Regions from separate parts of the Danio rerio genome. Here region 2 is linked to region 1. The links are chromatin contacts, called in public HiChIP or PLAC-seq maps. All regions are on one chromosome and are shown on one strand. The core of a region is the stretch at or near the end of the contact, and the rest is flanking DNA. Distances in the headings are between cores, read along the strand shown. Region 1 holds the start of itpripl2 (ITPRIP like 2). Region 2 holds the start of ccdc43 (coiled-coil domain containing 43).

Evidence for each region. HiChIP or PLAC-seq counts read pairs in DNA pulled down with a chosen protein or histone mark.
Region 2: an H3K4me3 HiChIP or PLAC-seq map of embryo shows a contact between it and region 1, with 6 times the contacts expected there. The contact joins the promoter of ccdc43 here to the promoter of itpripl2 in region 1. A contact is called at or near these places in 1 of 18 Hi-C or Micro-C datasets (embryo) and 1 of 4 datasets of contacts at active chromatin or transcription factors (embryo).

Annotation. Positions count from the first base shown.
Region 1 is chr3:30,029,898-30,034,411 of GRCz12tu, reverse strand. It overlaps itpripl2 (ITPRIP like 2), which reads left to right and starts at 2,716. Exons shown (of 1, transcript XM_068219060.2): 1 at 2,716-4,514. The coding sequence starts at 2,799. The coding sequence ends at 4,469. All of the region lies in intron 1 of LOC141381219 (a long non-coding RNA gene), which reads right to left.
Region 2 is chr3:30,389,521-30,394,285 of GRCz12tu, reverse strand. ccdc43 (coiled-coil domain containing 43) reads right to left here and starts at 3,228. Exons shown (of 5, transcript NM_200658.2): 1 at 3,023-3,228; 2 at 2,512-2,605; 3 at 1,285-1,420; 4 at 1,122-1,171; 5 at 1-263. The coding sequence starts at 3,196. The coding sequence ends at 76. It also overlaps a transcript of LOC100534815 not described here.

The sequences.
Region 1 (4,514 bases), core at 1,467-3,966:
TTCTCCTACCGAATGTCTTTGGACTTGTGAGGGAACCGAAGCACCAGGAGGAAACCCACGCCAACATGGGGAGAACATGCAAACTCCACACAGAAATGCCAACTGACCCAGCTGAGGCTCGAACTAATGACCTTTTTGCTTTGAGGCTACAGCGCTACCCATTGTGCCGCTTATTAAAATAAAATATAAATGTAAAATGATACATTTAGGATGTGAATACATTTAAGAGAGTAAATGACTGGAATTCAACATTGGGCTTGGGACAGAAGTGCCATTAAACTGTAACTAAACTATAACTAATAGCATCTGATATGAGGGTGATGTATATGTATGCAAATATGTCATTTGTCACTTGTAAAGTGCTGGAAAAGTTTGAACATGCATCTGGAAAGTGCTTTAAAAGTGCTTTAATTTGTATTTGGAAAAGATGTAAGAACGCTGTTTATCACTTGGGCATCTACGAAAGCCTGTAACACAATCTGTGTAGCAGAGGCGGGAAACAGCTGCCTACATCTCTCTGTTGGTTCCCATGACTTAATCTATGAGGCCATGAAGTCAGTCTGGACACTCCTCAGAGGCTGTGAGAGCCTGGATTTCACTAAGTGTGTTTTATATATAGTAGACCGACAGTTTGGGAATTTAGTTTGAAGTTTAAGAGGAAAACAGGCTATTAAAAGTGCTTAAATAATACTCCACATCTTTCCCTTCTCTGCCTTCAGTGTCTTTAATGCTGACTGCACTGGATAAAAGTTCTTGAGAGGCCTGTTTAGTTTGGCAGGTTGTGTTAGGGGGCAGAGCTACTGTAAACTCACATCCAGCGAAGGAGGCTGATGCAATCCCTGTGTAACTACACATACTCCTCAGCTTTCAGCCTGCCATAGACTGCGACCACATGTAACCCTTAACAGACTTTGTGAAGTTTTCTATTTACTCCTTTTCTCTCTTACATCTAAAGTTTTTTATTATTATTATTTCATGTGTTTGCATTGCTTAATATAATGCAGAAGCTGCCACACTATTCTTTCATTGGTAATAAGTCTTTGTGAGAGGAAGCTGACCCATCTGGAAACACTGCATGAGTTGTTCATTGTGAACAGATCACATGTCTTTCAGTCCTAACTGCTTTCCAAACTAAACCTACTTTTAGATTGACTTAAAATAGAGAAAAGATACACAGAATATGTGCATGTTCGCCAGCAGTAAAGATCTGAAGAATAGATTTGCTTCTCTCTTTCTTTGTTAGCATTCTCATAGCTTGCAACAAACAAGTTTTAGTTGTGTGTTTGCTCAGACTTGACGTTATGAATCATGTAATTGTTAGTTTTTTCTCCCCTTAAGACATATGCCAACCACAAGACATTCTTTTAGCAGGAGCAAAGCTGCATTTAACTCTCCTCTCTGGAAATCATTAGTGCTTTATCTGTTGTTTAGTACTGGTTGAGACCCTTCAGACAGCTTCGTATTTTTAGAGTGGGCAGCACCGATCAAAATAGCACAGAGAGTTTGATAAGAAGGTACTTGGACAGAAATGTAGCGGTAATTGTCTCATGTCCGTTGCTGTTTCAAGTTTACTTCCTTCCTCATACATCTGCTTCATCCCAACAGAGCAGTTATATTGTTATCTAAACAGTTCAGTCAGCCATGTTTAGTGAGCATTCTCTATGTTTATCCTCTGAGGGGTCATATGGGTTTCTGAGACTTAGCCAGGTGTTGCTGTGGGTCCGTAGGTGTCCTTACCTTCATGGCCATGGCGTTTGTTTTGAAAAAAAAAATCTAAGGGATGTGGCAGAGGCATGTGCTGGGTAGGAAAACTGTTTCTTTCTGTTTGGTCTGTCTGAAATAAAGTGAAGAGAGAACTGACTTTCTGTACTCTTTACACAGGACTACATGTGTTTTGAATAGATATGATTGGGATATGAATAGAGTGATTAATTTTATTTGACTAAGCTTTGAATAATTCTTTTAAATACCTTGTGTTTATGAAGCAAGATAATATTAATAGGCTATGTTCAAACAGTAGTCTGTGGGCTGAATGAGAGATGACAGTGGTTTCTTGTTCAGTGTCACGAGGTCGTGGGTGACAGTGGGAGGGCTCACACCGAGGTTAGGGGTCAGTAACGGATCAACAAAGATACAGAGATCTTTCTGTGACGCTCCCTTAACAGAGGGTTGTGTCAAATATTTAGCGTGTGTGTGTGTGTGTGTGTGTGTGTGTGCGTGTGTGTGTGTGTGTGTGTGTGTGTGTGTGTTCAGTGTTTCTCTAAACATTCTCAATCTCTTCTCTGTAGCTTACAGTGGCCACACCCCTGTACTGATGACATCATCTTTTATAAATTATTCTTGGCATTTTTTGAACACAGTTGTGATTATTTGAATGCAAAACATGTGCGTCTTTGTTCTACAGAGGAAAAAAGGAAATCATACAAATTTGTGTTGACATGAGGGTAGACTTTTTGATGAACTGTGGTTAGTTGTTGTACCTTTTACTATTACCATTTACTAACATTTAAAATGTTCATCATATTGTGTTCTTTTTGTTATTCATGCAGTTAGTATAAGTAGTTATGTTGTGTAAATCTTTATGCAGCTCATTTTGTCAGTAAGCACTTCCCTTTCTGAGATCTGTTTCTTTAAGAGAAGAGGGAGGAGGAGGGTGGACCGGCTCTGGGTTTTGAACGCCCCTTTTTTAAACAGAAATTCCTCTCTCAAGAGTTTGGCATTTCCTCTGAGCTCACACACCGAGAGCCCGCGCTCCTGTTGCACACAGTGACAAAAGGGGGGATTTTCAAACATCCTGAATGAGAGGACTGCTTTTGCCCTCGGCACATGCCGCATCTGTAAAGGAACCCAACAGGGTGAACTTTTCCTTACACGACAACTTTTGTTCAAAGTGGTGGAAAGAACATCAGCTGGGCCTCATTTTCAGCATCTGGACGAGTGGATCGGCATGGGCTAGCCCCGACCATTCCTATAGAGCTGAAGTGGACTGGAGAAGGAGCAGGAGGAGGATGAGTGTTTACACCCTCAACCTCAGGTTTTTCTGGCCTTTGGTCACTTGCATCCTCACTGCTCTGCTGCTACTGCATCAGTACATCTTTAGAGGATTGGAGGACCAAGGAAGCGACTGTGCTGACCAGGGACCAGGAGTTGTTACACTTTTCAAGTACATTCTGGCATTTATTCTGTGTTACTTCTTTATAAGGTACTGCTCAGGTCAGCCTGGCTCTGTAAGAAGGGGTTTCCACAAAGTCCTAGAGGTGCATGGAAAGTCGGGAGTCTCCAAGCGAGAGCTACTGGACGATCACTATGAGAGGCATGTGCGCCTCTCTCCACATGTTCTAGGCCACAGCAAAGCCCATGTTGCCAAATTGGTCAGTGAACTTGTCAGGGTGGGCCGTACTGATGTCCCACCAGAGTCTTCTCTAGCCTTCAGGGGAGACTTCATCCAGATTGGCAGCTCCTATGAGGAGCACAAGGTGGGCTCACCTGATTGCTTTGACATCCTCGTACCTCTGCGAGCTCCTCGTGGGCTGAAACTGGAGACAAGCGCTTGCACTGACAAACATAGAGGACCACCGCTGTGCACACTGAACACACCTCGCAAGGCAGAGTGGACACGCCGTCACAAGGCCTTTACTGACACATTCATGCACAGTTCTCAAAATGTCTATAAGATGAGTCCAGATTCTGTCCAGCGCTGGTTTTACACAGCCACTCAGCGCTGCCTTGCTGCCGTACGTTACCCTTTTGACCAGCGCTGCTCCCTCAGTCTCTCTCTCAGTGAAGAGCAGCAGGTTCTCCTCCGTATGACCCCCCGCTCTGATTACGTCTGCTGTCACATATCTATGGGCATTCGGCTGATCCCAGCATTTCCTCTCAGTGATGGAGGATTTTTGGTGGCATCTCAGCAAGGAAAGGACCTTTGGACTGTGTATTTTCCTAGACAGGAGCAGAGACTGCTGACATGCCTGAAAGGTAGACTGCCTTCCAACTCCTGCCATCTGAAGTGCCTTCAACTCCTAAAGGAGATCCGTAACCTCAGTGGAGAGGTGCTGGACCAGCAGTCTGGAGCAGAATGGGGAAGGGTGCTTTCGTCTTATGCTCTGAAGACCGCATGGATTCGTCTGCTGCTCAGTACACCCCCTGAGGCCTGGGACGAGTGCAACCTTGTGGACCGGTTAGATGATCTTCTCCGCAGTCTAAGGGACAGCCTACAGTCTCGGGCTCTCTGCCATTTACTCCTCGGAGGTGTTAATGGCCTTTTGCCAGACTCTGTTGCTCTGCCCAAGCTTGTTAAGGAGATGGTACCCTCAAACCTGTGGGCAGAATTCAGTGACGTCACCCTCGATATGGTCTCCGCCCGACTGACCTACTCCTGGAACCACCTCCCTCGCCTTATTCGCCTCGGGCGACCACAGAGGACCAGCCTTGGCAGAGTAGTCCGCTGCAAATATGTTGATGCAGAGTAAAGGTCAACTATAACTGGTATTACTGAACACACAGTGATGAACTGC
Region 2 (4,765 bases), core at 1,979-4,478, 360 kb before region 1:
CTCCTCTAGATAAAATAACCTTGGTTTTATACAGTCTACAAAAGCTTTCCTGCAGTTTTCCTCTGCGTCTATATTCTATCTCTTGCGCTCTCCCTTCTGTGTGCGTTTCTTCTCTTTGTCCTTGCGCTCCTGCTTGGACAGTTTGTCTTTTTCACGTTGCATCTTGTCCTGCTCTTTCTTCTTCTGTGCATCTTCCTTGGCCTGGTCACGCTGCAGTTTGCGGCGATTCAAAACATCCTCCACATTGGTGTTTTTGAACAGGGCTGGGGCTTGCAGTAAAGGGAATAGTTCATGTAGATACAGATAAGGATTTATTCAGTGCAGATACTGCACCTGTTCTTATAAGTGCACTAGATACTCAACTACTTAAAAGGATAGTTCACCCTTTTGCTTCATTTATTCTCAGTCCATCCTAGATGTAGGTGTACCCCTCTCTTAATAAAACAATAGAACAGATTTTTTTATTGAGACTATGGCTACTCATAAAATTCTCATAAAAACACTTCCAGAGTTAAAATTATTATAATAATCTAAAAATAATAATAACTATTGTTCCTGATAATACATTCAGTTCTTATGAAGAAGTCTGTGAATCACCAAAGATCACAGTTTCAGCCAAAACTTCTTCATTCTTCAGTTACTGCACCTACATCTTGTACGGCCTGAGTGCAAGTTAATTAACAGCACGTCTTGGGGGAACTATACCTTTAAAGTCCGTGTGAAAACAAAATTGACAAAGTTTATTTTGCTATCACACATTGATGCAAGTTAATCCAATGAAAGAAAATGTTTTGGTAATCTTCAATCAAAGTCTGACCACTTGCTTCTGTGTTCGTAGTGGTGGTCCTTCTTTGATGATGTCAGTTTGGCATTTTTAGCAACAATATTCGTCACCATGCCCCTCTTACCGTTAGTTTGATGTGAGGGAATGATGAAATAAAAACACCTGCCCCCCCTACTCAATATTTCATTTCAGTTGGAAGTAAATCAACATACTGAAACAAAAGTCTCAGCATCCTCCGGATGATGAAGACTTTAAAGTGCTAGGACACATCAGCTCATTCTCGTGATCGAGATGTTCCACTAGAGAGACCTGTGAGAGATGGTGTGAAAAAGGATACATTTGTCACTGGGTATCCCCACTGGGACTTGCTCCTCCTCTTCAGCTTCAGTACAAATATTAAGGAAACTGCTTTTGCACAAGAGAGTTAGAGATGCTTTGTTCTTAACAGAGGTTCAGACACAAGAAGACAACGCAACAGCATATATGCATTAAAAGGATATTCTTCGTCGTCTGTGACATTGGCATATTGAGCAAGAACAGCCTCTTTCCTCTTCTTGGCATCTTCTGACACCTCCTTCTGTTTGACCACAATCTGTGCCTGCTTCTCTATCAGACTAGCAATGGCCTGAACTTCAGCTTAAAACAAAACAAAGCAAAGCACTATTTTTTTTTTTTTTTGGAAAAACTGGACGCTTCCCGCATAACATTGTTGTGGCTCTGCTTCTCTGAGTCTACTTCTCTGTTTAGTAACATGAGGACTCGCAAATGTCTTGGGCAACTCTACAGCAGGGATCAACCTGACAGGCTGAATATAAACACTTATTATAGACTCACTGTACATGGTTTGAAGGATGCATTACGTACTCACTCATTAAATAAACTTGTATATAAAAAAAACAGCTGAAAATAAATAAAACAGTAAAACATTGCAAGCCATGTTTTCAAGATGGCTTAAAATGTTGAAAAAGAAAATATTAAAAGTCATAAATTTTATGGTCAGGAAGATTTTTTTAAAACTGTTTTTAAAATAAGTCCTAACAAGACTGCATTTTAATAATATATGAAGAGTTCAGATGCAAAAACCTCTTTATGCCGTCCAAATTTTTTTCCTAAAATGAGCTTTTTGTTTTCAGCCTTCTATGCAGTTATTTCCTTTAAAAACAACGAAAATAACTTATTCGTTGAGCCCACAAACAGGAGTCTGAGAAAAATGCTAATATTAGAAGAAAATATGAAATAGTATTTAGAGGTTTTGCATCTAAACTCTTCATATACAGAAACATCTAATTCACTGATTTGCTAAAGAAATATTATTAAAAATGTTAAAGATTTCTGGAAACAGCACAGTATTTTTGTTAGTACGCTTTGATAAAATATAATGAAAAACATTTTAATTAGAAATGTTTTATTTTCACTTTAATGATAAAAATAATACAAAATCTTGAGTATGCATGTCTGGAATGAGTGATGTGTCTTTATTGACACTTTAAACTGACAGAATTAAACAACCACAAAAAATAAAATGTCACCACAAGCTGAATGACTGGTAGGAATGTTATATACAGTAAATGTTTATATATGTTTATTGTTAAGATTTCACAGCATGTATAGTGCATTCCGATAAACGTTATGCAATCGAGTTATAAATACTGCACATGCATAGAAGTGCACCACAATTACAGTATTATCCCAGTCAGTTCCTTTTCTAATGCCAACACTGAACTTACCATCCGCCTGATCGCTCTTTGCTGCAGATCTGCTACAGCACTCTGTCCACTGTTTCAAGATCTCTTGGCAAACCTCCTCAAGCGTCTCTTCTTCCTATCAAAATAAAGTAAACTCAGTTTATAAAATATGTCTAAAATGTTCATGCCAACGACTGTATTTTGACGATTACAGAGGGCTTAGACACCTTATTTAAATATACATATATAAATCAACATACTTTCGTTTAAAGGTATAGGTGAAGACAAATGGTATTTATTTGAGTAAATACTGTTTATAATACTGAATTTAACCTCTGACAATCGCAACAGGCGTTTGATCACCTTTCACACGTTTACTGCTCAAATGAATAAATAAAACAATTAAGGTTACGATATATTATTATCTTTTGTGTTCATAACGAGTTTGTCACAGCAGTGTTTACAGTTTACAGGATCCCAAGAGGAAATGCCACTCGCGTGAAATATCTTGACAGCTGAGGTGAGCGTGCACAGAATATGCGCGTGCACTGACCAGAAAAGCGGACAGAATGCCTTGAAGAGCGTCCTTTTGCTCTTCATCGCTCTCCTCCTCCTGAAGCACCCCAAGTATATAAGCTCCGTAAACTTCTCGGTCAACTTCAAGCGAGTCCAGCCGCTCATTCAGCCAGTTTTCAAACTCCCCGGCGATTTGTTCGGGCGCCGCCATCTTCCCTGGCTGGGGTCCTGAGAGTGAGTTGGGGTGTCCGCACAGAACGCCAGACACAAATGTGGGACCGTTGTGGGGTTGTGGGACATTCGCATGCATTTGTTTTAAATACAAAAACTTGTTTACTAATACTTCTACTTTTTGTTAATTTCTATTAGCGTTTTTCTCCTTTTTATACCATGAATAAAATTTAGCTTGTTATTCATGTACTTCATTTTCCGTGAGAAGTTGAACATTTAAATGCTCATAACTTAAGTGCATGAGGGCCTAAGGTGCGCGGCAACATGATATAATGTTGATCTTTAAAACTAAAAGCTGGCCACTAGAGGGCAATGTTTGCCAATCAACTACATAGGAGAAGCTTGAAGTCACAGGTGGATGTCCTTATCCAGGTGAAACACCGCAGGATGCTTCTGAACTGCAGGTAGGATTGATTTTTATTTTATTTTAGAAAGTGGTTAATACATGGCGTACATATTAACATTTTATTGGCTTGATGCATGAAGTGTCCTTTCACATGGGAATCATAATTGGGGCTGAACTAGTGCTATACGACTTCGATCATGCTGAGGCCTGTAATTCTTTTGGCATTTCATTATTGTAGATCAGGGGTGCGCAGTCCTGTTCCTGGAGATCTACCTTCCTACAGAGTTCAGCTCCAGCCCTGATCAACTAATTAGGACCTGAACGGCACTGGATAATTACAGACAGGTGTGTTTGATAATGGTTGCAACTGAAATCTGCAGGAAGGTACAGTAGATCTCCAGGAATAGGGTTGAGCACCCCTGTTGTAGATGAACTATGATTTGATGTAGATTACGTTTTCATGCTTAACACTGTAAAGACTGCTGGGTCATATTGTAATTTCTATAAGGTCTCTGTGGCCAACGTAAAAACGTAAACAAATTGCAAATTGTTCGTTTTATGTAATCAAGGCACCCAGTAAATGTGTTTTAGTGTAACAGTAATGTATACCCCCCCAAAAAAAATCATGTCAGGTATATTTACAGCATAAATGATGTTTTGACATTTTGAAAGACTGATGATTTCGACATAATAAGCTTCTTAGTTTTTGCATTCCATAGCAGACAGTATGTGTGTAACATTTTTGCATGTCAACCTTGCAATGAAAACAATTAAGTTTTCGCCTAAATAGCTAAACAGTTTGTGTTTTTTTGTCCAAGCTAGTGTTTTACAGTGATTTAAAAATACTTAAAATGTTTCTGTTAATGTTTTCAAACAACACACAATTATATTTGATTGACCAAAGTCACACAAGTGTCAATTTTACATCGTCACAACCGTAATTACGTCCTACGTAAAAGCGTAAATTACGTAAAAACGTCCCAAAAAACAACAAAGTACTTCACAATTACCACATAATTTTGTTTTGTACTTTTGATGGTTTACCACATAAAATACCACACACTACCACAAAAACATTACAGGAATATGACAGTAATACCACACACTCTACCACAAGAATATCACAGTAATATTGCAAATTGTATAACAGACTTATGTGGTAAATACTACCAAAATATGAAAGTGATACCACACACACCACAA